2 separate regions of the Mus musculus genome follow, and region 2 is linked to region 1. A link is a contact called in public promoter capture Hi-C data. All regions are on one chromosome and are shown on one strand. The core of a region is the stretch at or near the end of the contact, and the rest is flanking DNA. Distances in the headings are between cores, read along the strand shown. Region 1 holds the start of Dhdds (dehydrodolichyl diphosphate synthase). Region 2 holds the start of Sh3bgrl3 (SH3 domain binding glutamic acid-rich protein-like 3).

Region 1 (5,808 bases), core at 2,842-5,341:
ACTCACTCTAGGCTCTGTCACCCGCACCCACCTCAGCAAGCTTATTGAAGCCCTGTGTGTGGCCCTCCTGGCGCTCCACCTGACACTTCTTGGCATAGCGACGGTTGCCGTCCATTATGAACGCGATATGTTTGGGTACTGGGCCAGCCTGTAGAAGAGAACAGATAATCAAAGGGGAACGTGGCATCCTTACCTACTAGGTCAGCATCATCAGCTACAATCCCTGGGCTAGCAAATGACTGACTCAGCGGTACAGTGCTTCTAGCCTAGCCTGAGTTTGATCCCCAGGACCTGGACACACATGGAGAAGAAAAACCATTCCTGTACGCTCTGCTCCACCTCTACGTGTGTGCTGTGGCGTGTATTTGCCTCCACGTACCATACATACGTACAAAGAAAGAGAGGCACACTAGATAATTGTTATGACAACATGTCAAGGTAAAATCTGAGAAAGAACTTGGTCTCCTTTCGTTTTCACTGTACACAGTGGGCAGTTCACTGACGCTTCTCCATCCTGGCATGTTATATTTGCCATATTCACCCCCCACCTCGCCCCATCAACCTTTCCAAGCATCCCTTCCTCCCCTCCTTTCCCCTCCACATCAACAGTAGTCACCTTAGGCTTTAACTTCTTGACCCCACCATTCCCACACAGGAAAGAAAACAGGAGACTAATGAGATAACCAATTCCATCTACTTTCCTATGAACTCCACGGTTTCCTTCTTCTTCACGGTTAAACAAACCACCACTGTGTTGATATACCACAGTTCTTTTTTTTTTTTTTTTTTTTAAAGATTTATTTATTTATTATATGTAAGTACACTGTAGCTGTCTTCAGACACTCCAGAAGAGGGAGTCAGATCTTGTTACGGATGGTTGTGAGCCACCATGTGGTTGCTGGGATTTGAACTCTGGACCTTCGGAAGAGCAGTCGGGTGCTCTAACCCACTGAGCCATCTCACCAGCCCGATATACCACAGTTCTTAAACTCCATTTCCTCACTGCAAAGCAGAGACTGACTAGGCAAGCTGGCCACTGTGACGACGAGCGAGCAGTACACTGGGCTGGCAGGCATCTGGGGGGGACAGACTGTGATGCTTTAGGGTACACAGGCATGACCTAGCTGGATCACGCCAAATCGACCTTTTATTTTCTGAGGAATTTCACACTGACTAGACTACATTCCCCTCAGCCATGTAGGAGGGTTCTCTTGTCCTTACCAAAGCCTGTTGTTTTTTGGATTTTTATGAAGACGTATTCTGACTCAGGTAAGACCGTTTTTTCTATAACTGTCTATGGATGAATCTGTGGCTCATATACGTCTGTGTCCCACACATGAGCCGGTCCTGGAGTCACACAGTGAGTGGCCCAGTGGGTGCTGGAAATTGAACCTGAGCCCTCTGCATGAACATCAGGTCCTCTTAGCAACGGAACCTCCTCTCTAGCTCTGTCTAACCTGATCTAAGTGAGTTTTGACTTTTATTTAGCTTGTACCTACACATACTAATACTTTTTTTTCAGTTACTTATTGACCCATCTGTGTCTCTTCGTTTTAAATCTGTTCAATTGATTTAACTCTTTGATTGACTCATCAGTTTGGTCATTAATTTTTTTTTAAGTACATTTATTTATTTAGTGTGAGTGTGTATGTGTGTGTATGTCTGCAACTGTGGAGGTCAGAAGACAGTTTTTAAGAGTCCGTTCTCTATAAGAAGACTGTGGTCCCAATCCCTTCAGTTGGGATGGTATGGCTTAGGGGATGATTTACAAATAAATATGGTCTTAGAAAGGGAAAAACAACAAAAAAAAGAAGCTTCGACTGAGGGATCTCTATCTCTCCTTTCTTCTTTTCTTTTCCTTTCTTTCTTTCTTTCTTTCTTTCTTTTTCTTTTTTCTTTTTTTTTTTTTTAAGAGACCAGACCTCTGTTTAGGCAGGGAATAGAAAGTGAGATGTCAGTAGAAGAAAGAACTCTGGGAAAGAAGGAGGGGAGAGCTTTGCTGGGAAGACATCATGAACAGGATGCGTGCACCTGAGTATAGGTGACCAGCCAGGTGGCACAAAGTAGGCTCAAATAAATGGCATAGTTTAAATTATATCTAGTCAGAGAAGAGCCTGGCTATATGACCAAGGTATTTGTAAATATATTTTGAAGCGGAGTCTTGTTTCTGGGAGCACGAGGGTGGGAGGACGAACCAGGGCCTGACTTCTACAGCTCTCTCCTTCTGCCATGTAAGCTGTGAGAGCCGAATCCAGGTTGCCACACTTGGTGGCAAGAACCTTTATCCGTTGAGCCATGAGCCATCTCTCACGCTCATCCCTCCTCTCTCCTCTGCCTTTGTCTCCTACACTTATTTTTGCCAACACGAGGCAAAGTTTCCTAAGGAGAGAGTTTTCATTTTTTGGACTCCCTGTGATTATTTGACATTTGTAGGTATGTGGAAATACAAGGCTTACTGACGCAAATTCACTGTTAAAACACTGCTCGACAGTCTGTATCTAAAAACTAAAGCCAGGCTGACTGGCTTGCATCCAAACCTCTCTCAGGCACAGAATATGACATGGCTGTGACTCCTGATGGGGGCCTTTGATGGTTGAGCTGGTAAAGGTACTTGTCCCAAAGCCCGATCCTGAAAGCTGTTCTCTGTACTCTAAATGTACACTATATATCACCATACTAAGATAAATAACGGACTGGCACTAGATATTGTGCCACGTTCTTTGTGTATTTCTTTTTTTTAATCCTCAAAAAAGACAAGTTTGTTAAGCCACATGGTTGGTAAATAACAGTTTTCCTCACGGATGTCTGTCTCTAGAGCAGATGGTTAAAGTTTTAACCATCAAAGAACCATTAACTCAGAAGACACTGCAAGGAGAAACCGATGGAAACGCTGGGGCAGTGGTTCTCAGCTGTCCTTATGCTGTGAGCCTGGGATATAGCGCCTCAGGTGCTGACTTCAACCATGAGAGTATTTGCACTGCTACTTTATAACTGCCATTCTGGTACTATCGGAAATCGTAATGTCAGATACCTGATATCCGACCCTGTGAAAGGGTTGTTCAACCTCTGAAGGGGTTGGGACCCACAGGTTGAGAACTACAACTCTAGTGAGACAAATTTCTGTTCCCTCCCATTCAGAGTCACAGTCTCTCTTCCTTTTTCAAACTCAGAGTCTTGTGAATACCAAGAAAGCACCTGACCAGTGAGCTCTTTTGACACTCTCAACGGCACAATTCAGTTTTCCAGAAGGAAAATCTAACAGTCTATGTGATCTAATGATATTAAGAGACCCTGATTGGCCTTAAAAAAAAAAAAAAGTCACACAGTACAATAAATACTAGAAATGCAGCCCTTCAAACTACATTATAATTTCAAGATTCTCTCTTTACTAAATTCTACTTCATTGGGATTGCTACAATTTAATAATGAACTACTCAACTATCCAAAAGGTCAACTTTTCCCCCGGGGTACTGCTCACCTTTATGATGTTAGCACAGAACCGTTCCCACAGTGACAGCTCTCCTTCTTTGATCCATGACATAGTTCTTGCTATGTCAGAAATCACACAAGAACAACAACAACAACAAAAAACAGCCAGATAACCTTGAATAAATGAAAAGAGAGAGAAGTCATCCTTGCTTGCAATAAAACTGACTAAAGAGACTCTGCTGGACTGTGGCAGGCAACACGCGTCTGAATCCAGAGACTGTTCTAATCCGCTCAGGCCTCTACAAGCCAACGGGAGACCTTTGGAGCAAGGTAGTTCCCACTTTCTTATCCTTACGTGCACTGATTTCTTCCAAATATCCTGCCACATCATGGTACCTACATCTTGCTTGGTCAATCCCCACAACTTCCTTCTCTATTGCCCCGCAAACCATTGCTCACTCTAAGCTAACCAATCACTACCCTCCTTGGATGCCGCATCTGTTACCTCAATGGTCACTCTCCCGGCTGGACTTTAGTGTTTCCCGCAGCTAACTCCACATCCAGCTTCCCCTCCTCTGGGTCTCTGTGTTTACTCCCCACCTAGGACGCAGGAGAAGGCGCTTTTCCACCACTCCCGGGCGACTTACGACTTGGCGCTGAAAGAACACGTCACCTCTACGTGATTGGCTCCGCCTCCTCCGTCCGTGGTGGGCGGGGCCGCCCCTGCGTACTCGGGGGCGGAGCGGTGCGAGTTCTTGCGAGTTGGCTATTGGTGGCCGCTCTCGCGGGGCGTGGAAACAGCGCCTGGGAGGCCGAGGTCACGTGAGCCGATACTCCTACCTCTTGGGTCTCCTATTGCAAGCCCTGCACGTTAGGCGAGTTGAGCCTGAGGGATCGAGATGTGTTCGGCCCACGCATTTGCGTGGTCTCAGGTGTTGTGGCAGTTTGTTAGGGAGAGAGGATGCGGTTGCTCCACCTCAAAATTGAGTTTCTCTATGGATGATCGCAGTGCTTATATTATGGGAGACACGGTAATGTCGTATTTTGACAGTCCTCCTACCTCAGTCTCCCCAACTGCTGGGGATATGGACGTAAACCATGGAAGTGAACTGCGTTTATTTAAAAATTTGTCTTGGGCTGGAGAGGTGGCTCAGAGTTTAAGAGTACCGACTGCTCTTCCAGAGGTCCTGAGTTCAATTCCCAGCAACTACATGGTGGCTCACAACCATCTGTAATGGGATCTGATGCCCTCTTCCGATGTGTCTTAAGACAGCGACAGTGTACTCACATACATAAAATTAATCTTTAAAAAAACAAAATTGTCTTAAAAGTGTTCTTTTAGCCGAAACTGATGGCACGTCGTCACTGAACTCAGCACTCAAGGCTGAGGCCATTTGAATTAGTTAATGTCTTTTCTGCTACGTAGTAAATTTAGTCACCCTGATCTAGGGGATACTGTCTCCTCAAAAAATTCTGACGTGTTTTTTTACTTGTCGCCTTTTAATGCTGCTAACGCATCAGAAGGGTTTCTTGCGCTGGTCACTTTTGGGGAGCGATGCAAAGCAACTTTATAATTTGCAGATTCCGAAGACCCACGTTAATGAACTTAGGAGGACAAGTCAGAAAGAGCTTTACTCTTAGGACTTCCAAAACCACAATCCGTAGCATTTGGGAATAGAGCCCTAGTGGTAGAGTTCTTGCCTAGCAGGCTAGAAGCCCTGGGTTCAGTTTCCAGCCCAGTATAAAAAAGCATGGTGGCAGCGAATGCAGGGCAATCAGCAGTTTAGGTCACCTAGGGCGTTTGAGGCTAGCGTGGCCTACACAGGAAAACTCAACCTCAAAACTAAACAAAAATAGAAACAATCTTAAACATACAACAAAACACCATAAGCCACTTGTGGAGAGCTTTGGGGGTCAAGCAAGAACTCAAAAGCATTAGCTGTATAGCTAGTCTGAAGGACTTTTAGATACCTAACAGAACAAACTTGGGCCTGGACTGGGCTTCGGGAAACTTGCCTCCTCAAAAGTATTATCATCATCATCCATTGTCTTGCCTCTTGATGTATTTAATGATACAGGGAAGAAGTTGTTCTGCTTTCACACACACACACACACACACACACACACACACACACACACACACACACACACACACAAGCCAAAAAACTGAACTTTCAGTATCTGATGCAACTAGTATTTCTTTCAAATCATACTTGCATCTGTAATAGGGTTTCACAATTCCAACGAACCTTTTTTTTTTTTTAAAACTTTTGCCCCGTAGGCTCAATGACACAGGGTAAGATGTCACCTGTCGAGCTTTACCTGAGGAAGGCACAAAACGTGCATGACTCAACAAAGCTGTAGAGATGAATGGCCCAT
Region 2 (5,708 bases), core at 3,034-5,533, 130 kb after region 1:
GTGCTGTCATGATGCACAAGATAGCGTGAGTCATGACTGGGGGTTTTTGAGGTGGCTGTGAAGAAAGCCTTGAGACTATGCCTTGACCGAGCAGCTGTGGTGACCTGCAGGGATGGAGTGGGAACTGCAGACCAGACCGGAGCAGCAGCTCTGCCCTCTCCTGACATTCAGACCCCCAGTGGAGTGGGGAGGGGGTCTTCAGTACTATGCCTTCAGCTAGTATGAGTAAGAAGGGTGCTTGCATAAATAGGGCCTGAGTGTGAACTGGGGTGCTCTTAGATCATCCCTTGGGTTCTTGAGACCTCTGGGCAAGCAGGAATGGGGGTGAGGTTTCAGGGCTGAAGAGTTGGGCTCCCCACTTCTGTGGCCCTTTTTCCCTGTCAGGTAAGTGACCTGCGAAATCAGATCTACCCAGAGGATGGTCTGGGCCAATTCCCAGGTGAGGGTCGTGTGGTGGGCCGGCAGAAAATGCGCAAGGTCACAGACAGGGTGGAGGAGACTTCAGGTAAGCGGGACCCCAAGGTTGGCTGGGGGGCTGTGCAGAGCAAGCTCCAGGTGGCCTCTCCCAGCACTTACAGTTCCTCCTGGGCCAAGGCTCCCAATGCCCTCCCTGCAGGCTCCAGGATGACTGCTGAACAATTCCTGAACAGGCTTCCCAAGTGTATAATCCGACAAGGCGAGGTGATTGACATCCGGGGCCCCATCAGGGACACCTTGCAGGTGAGGCCAGCCCTAATTACCCAGCAGCCTTCTGCAGGGGACTTTTATCATCAGCCCTGGCTCAGCCTACAGTCTCTTGCCAGAGGCAAGGAGACCCTCAGAACTAAATCATGTCTCTGTGGAGCTGGTGAGGACTCTGTACCCCGCCACCCACAGGACAACTTGGTTGGTGGCTACAACTGAGGGGGTGAGCCTGTGGACCTAAGGCCCAGGTCCCGCGTGTTCTGGAAGAGCTTGGCCCAGGTGCGCCTGGCTAATGTCCCGCAAGCCTTTCAGATGCAGTTGTCTTCTGTCTTCACTCCCATTTTCCCTTCCCAAGTCTCCCCACCAAAAAGTGGGTGTCAAGCCGCATGCCTCCTGACATCCGTCTCCTTTGCCCTTTGCTGCCTTGTCCAGTTTGGCCACCCCTTGAGGTCCTCCCTGCAGCGCACTGCCCATACCTAGGCTCCAGTATCTCACAGATGCCCTTTCTGGGCCGGCCTTCCTGCTTCATTTCTTCCCGTACCAGCCATGTGCCCCAACAGCTTTCTCTGTTGGCATTGTCTGGGGATTCTTGGAGAAAACCAAGGTCACTGTCCTGGCATTGAAGACCCATTTTGTGACACTACCCTCTCTATCTGACTTTTCCTTCCTGTCCGCCTGATTTGCTTCCTTGCTTCAAGAGCTGTCAACGGCTGGCAGTTTCCCAACTAGACCCCTCCTTTCATATTCCTGTGGGTCAGGGTGATCATACCGTAGGGAATGTCCTCAATTCTGTTCCCTTTCAGATGACTGCAGGCTAGGTTAGGGCCCCAAGCCTGGCCACCATCTGGGCGGGCTTGTTTCCCACGCTGGACTTGGAGAATGACAATGTCACCGTCCAGAGCCTCCTTTCCTTTTCTTTTCTTCTTGGGCCTCAGCTGACACAGAACACCTCAGCTCTTTAGCTCACTGGTCCCATCTATCCCTGCTCAGAGATGAGCCAGTCCTCCCTGAGGGCGGAGGGAATGATTTAGGTGAGACCTAGGCTCCAGCCACTCTCCATGGCTGCCTTCCAGAACTGCTGCCCAATGCCTGCCCGGATCCAGGAGATCATAGTGGAGACACCTGCCTTGGCTTCTGAGCGGCAGAGGTGAGGGCGAGGCAGAGAGATGGGAGCAGGGCGGAGAGGAAAGGACCAGGGAGCTGGGGAGCGCTGAAGGCCTCTGGATCTGCAGGAGCCAGGAGTCACCTGACATGCCAATGCCTCTGCTCTCCATGCTTCGCATCAAGTCCGAGAACGGAGAGCAGGCCTTCCTGCTGATGATGTGGCCTGAGGATACCATTGGCGACGTGCGGAAACTCTTAGCACAGGCCAGGTGGGTATAGGGCAGGACTAGGGCTGCAGGGAGTTCCTGGCTCCACGGCCTGGCCTGATGTACTCTGCTGGCCATCCAGGGACATGGATTCAGCTGCCTTTGAGATCTTGAGCACCTTCCCGCCCACGGTCTACCAGGACGATACAGTGACTCTGCAGGCCGCAGGCCTGGTTCCCAATGCAACGCTGCTGTTGCGGACCCGCAGAGCCCTGCTGTCGAACCCCATCTCCCGCCCAGGCTCACTGCCCTGAATAAAGTGCCGCCCCTGACATAAGCTTCACAAGGCTCTCCAGAGAGGGGTTAGGCCTGTAACTGTAGGGAGGGGGTGGTAGAGATGCTCAGGCCTATAACTGGAGCCCCAGCCGGCATAGCCACTGACTCTTTGTCCCCTGGGTTCCTGTTCTCCAAGTTGTACTAAGTGAATCCAGTGGAGGGAGTGGCCAGCCCTAGCTGGGCTGACATTCTCTGTCTCAGCTGGGTCAGGGGAGCCTCAATGGGGGCGAGGCCTCTGAAGACAACCAGATGCATGTAGATCCACAAGCTCACATGGATACTTTCTCCAGAGTGTGCACAAAACCAGTGCCACAACTACCCCCATGGACCCAATCTAATACTGCTGCAGCTGTACACGCCCCCATCACCCCCCTACACTGAATCAGTCAGCTCCAACACGGGAGGCAGCCCGGGGGCAGCCACCCTCAGGCAGGCAGGCAGGCAGACAGCAGAACCTACATGGGAAACAGGGTGACTCAGCCATCATGGTCATGTGCTGCCAGCCAGCCATGTGTTCCACACACATACACACATGCACACGCACACGCAGCGGCAGCCCTGGGACAGTCCAAACACCACCAGAACTATCTGCCTCTGCCAGGCAGGGACCCGGACACCACAAGCAGTCAGCACCAGAGGAATGGACATTTAATTGTCTCTAGGGCACTCCTAGGATGGGGATGCGGGGCCTTTGGCAGAGCTCTGGCTGATGGAAGCAACAGAAATGCTCATCAGACAGGGCCAGGCAGAGAGGATGCCCCAAGGTGTGGCTGGGGACAGCCATCGTCAGGGCTTAAGACAATCTTTTGAGACTAGTTGGTGAATAAGGAATGTTGCCTCTGGAGGAAGAGGAGGCGGCTGCGGAAAGGGTCTGGGTCTGGGTTTGCAGATTAGGACGACAAGGAGTTGGTTACAAGGCCTGGTGAAGAGCTAGCTGGATAGGATCGGTGGCCATCCTGACTCAGGCCAGCTTCAGGAACTCCTGCAGTGTGTCCTGCTCCACGGCCTCCACGAAGAGTTCATAGTCCTGAGGAAGGGAGGCAGTCACCTGAGTCGAGGTGCAGGGCACCCCAGTTGTTTGCCCAGGTCTGACCCTGGCTGCAGTCCTCCAACACCTCCCAGAACCCAAACCCCATACCCCACAGTAGTGGTTCCCGTTGACAATCTGAGGTGGGGTAGCTTTGGGGTTGCCAGCCAAGGTTCGCATCTCATCTCGAAGGGCGTTGTCCTGGGAGATGTCCACTAGCTGGTATTGGATCCTCTTCCCATCTAGGATGCGGGTCACCTCACTCTGCTGGGACTTGATCTAGGGGCGGAGGATTGACAGGGTTGGCAGGCAAGCTGAAGGATTTGTGGGAGGAATTCCTTCGGGTGTGAGCAACAGCTTCTATCCTGCCCACTCTGAGGGGAGGTTCTGGCCACTAAGGGATGGGAAGGGTCCAAGGATAGACAGGTAAACTACTAGAGTTTCAGAAAGAAGACGGGCAAGTTCTGTGCATGACAGGGAAGCTAGACTCGGCGAGGGGCAGGCCCTCTCTACAAGACACATCTCCTCCTCCACAGCCGCACAGTGGAGAGGAAGCGGGATTAAAGCGGTCGGGGGTTGGTGCAAGAGAATGGATGGCCCTATACTGGGGGAATGAGCGTGGGCAGCTCACGCTGGGGATGCCGAGGGGCCCTTGGTGCGGGGGTTCAGGCTGGGCCCAGCCCTTGGACCAGACCTGGGAGGCCATACCCCGCACCTCACTGCTTCCATCGTGGGGGCGGCTCCCGGGCGCTGGTCGGAGCACAGAGACGGCCCACCCTCTCCGGGCGCCGGCCCAGGCACACACTTACTTCTCGGGAGCCGGTGACCGACGTGCTGTAGACGCGCAGGCCACTCATGCTGCAGGCGGGGGACACAGACCAACTGAGGGACGGTGGGAGCGGCAGCTGCACGGCTAGGAACTACGCTGCCGCCGCCGCGCTTGGGAGCGGTTTCCTTCCTGCTCCGCCCGCGAGTCACTGCTCTCGGGACCAATGAGCTGCGCAGGCGGGTAAGGCGGGGCCTGCATGACCCCGCCCTGCTCCGTGGCCTGGAGCCGGGAGGACCCCTGTCCTCTGCAGCTACTTGGCTCCCCCACTTCCCCCTCAGCCCCATGCTGGGGACCGGCTAAAAGGCAGAAAAAGCTGGGAAGGCAGGCGGACCGGTTCAGTTAAAAGCTTTCCCCAGTCTACCCGGGTTGTGTACATTCAGTGGCCAAAGCAGTGCCACCCAGGTCTCCCGGTCTCTTAATAGCACAGCTCAGTATGGAACTTTGGAAGGCGGGTCAGTTCGCAAGCTTAGACAGCAAGGGCCGGGGGGAAAGCTGTGGTGGGGCGCTGGAGGGCGGGGAGGGCCAGTGCAGCCAGGACATTTTCTCTAAAGCACCTCTCCACTCAAACAGGCTCAGACAAGAAAGGGGTGGTGGCTGTAAGCGAGGGGGTGGGGGAGCGGCTCACACCCTTCAGGAGCCAGGGGGAGGAAGTAGGCTGCGGGACAGCGAGCGTGCTAGTGTGCGGAGTCAAAGGCTGGTGCCCCGACTTAACCTGGCTTGCACTGGCCCTTGGCACAGCTATTTTTGGGGTGATCCCAACTTAACTCTACCTTTACATTGCAAATGACACCCCACATCTTTGAACTTTAAGAATTCAGCTAATGAGATGGAAGAGAGTCCAGCACCCATTCCAACTGTGGATCAAGCTCTGTCAGGTTCACTATAGGCCCCAAGAGTAGACCTGGGGCTACATAAATAATGGCGCAGGAACAACACAATTCTGCTGCCTGCTGAGGCAAACTGCCTGTCTGCTTCTGGGGAAGTCATTTCCTCAAAGCCACAGAAACCCAGAAGCTGCTGACCTCTGAGAGGTGTGCAACTTTGTAGTGACAACTGGCGGCGGTTGCTCTCTGCAACACAGGAGTGTGGGCAGAGACTAATCTGTCGCCACCCAGAGCAGAAGTGGGAAGACTGAGCCTCCACACTGGATCTGCCTAAACTCACTTCAAAAGAGTCACAGGCAGGCTGGCAGGGGACGCTGGGAGGCACTAGGAAACCGGAGTGTTTGTTAAATGTTTTATTCTGTAATCAAAATAGGCAATACAAACCAGTCGACTTAACAAAGAGTCATATAAATAACTTTATAAACTTTACGAAGAAAAATACCCGTGAGCATGGAGGCTGGGCTCCCGATAACAGGGTGGAAACCAACCAGGAAGCTCTGTTTTAAGGAGGCAGCAGCCCGGAGGCTGAGGGGATGGTCAGCTGGGTGTGATTACTCTGAAAGGTAAGCCACTCCATAAGAAAACATAAACTTGTTAAAACACTGGCAAAGCGGCCCCTCAGGCCCTGGAGGTCCATG

Evidence for each region. Promoter capture Hi-C pulls out the DNA fragments that hold promoters and counts their contacts.
Region 2: a promoter capture Hi-C map of second pharyngeal arch cranial neural crest shows a contact between it and region 1. The contact joins the promoter of Sh3bgrl3 here to the promoter of Dhdds in region 1. A contact is called at or near these places in 22 of 39 promoter capture datasets (the 3T3-L1 cell line, 3T3-L1-derived adipocytes, the C10 cell line and 13 more), 4 of 484 Hi-C or Micro-C datasets (B cells, CD4 T cells, bone marrow-derived macrophages and 1 more), 23 of 115 datasets of contacts at active chromatin or transcription factors (the 230-238 cell line, the HPC-7 cell line, the SCID.adh cell line and 12 more) and 6 of 9 other capture datasets (adipose tissue, bone marrow-derived macrophages, embryonic stem cells and 3 more).

What each region holds. Positions count from the first base shown.
Region 1 is chr4:133,996,791-134,002,598 of GRCm38.p6, forward strand. Dhdds (dehydrodolichyl diphosphate synthase) reads right to left here and starts at 4,092. Exons shown (of 9, transcript NM_001362959.1): 1 at 3,935-4,092; 2 at 3,479-3,603; 3 at 32-148. The coding sequence starts at 3,541.
Region 2 is chr4:134,124,450-134,130,157 of GRCm38.p6, forward strand. It overlaps Sh3bgrl3 (SH3 domain binding glutamic acid-rich protein-like 3), which reads right to left and starts at 4,284. Exons shown (of 3, transcript NM_080559.2): 1 at 4,167-4,284; 2 at 3,469-3,636; 3 at 2,957-3,357. The coding sequence starts at 4,214. The coding sequence ends at 3,292. Cep85 (centrosomal protein 85) reads right to left here. Exons shown (of 14, transcript NM_144527.3): 14 at 5,409-5,708. Ubxn11 (UBX domain protein 11) reads left to right here. Exons shown (of 15, transcript NM_026257.3): 11 at 385-505; 12 at 617-720; 13 at 1,758-1,831; 14 at 1,917-2,057; 15 at 2,137-2,331. The coding sequence ends at 2,308.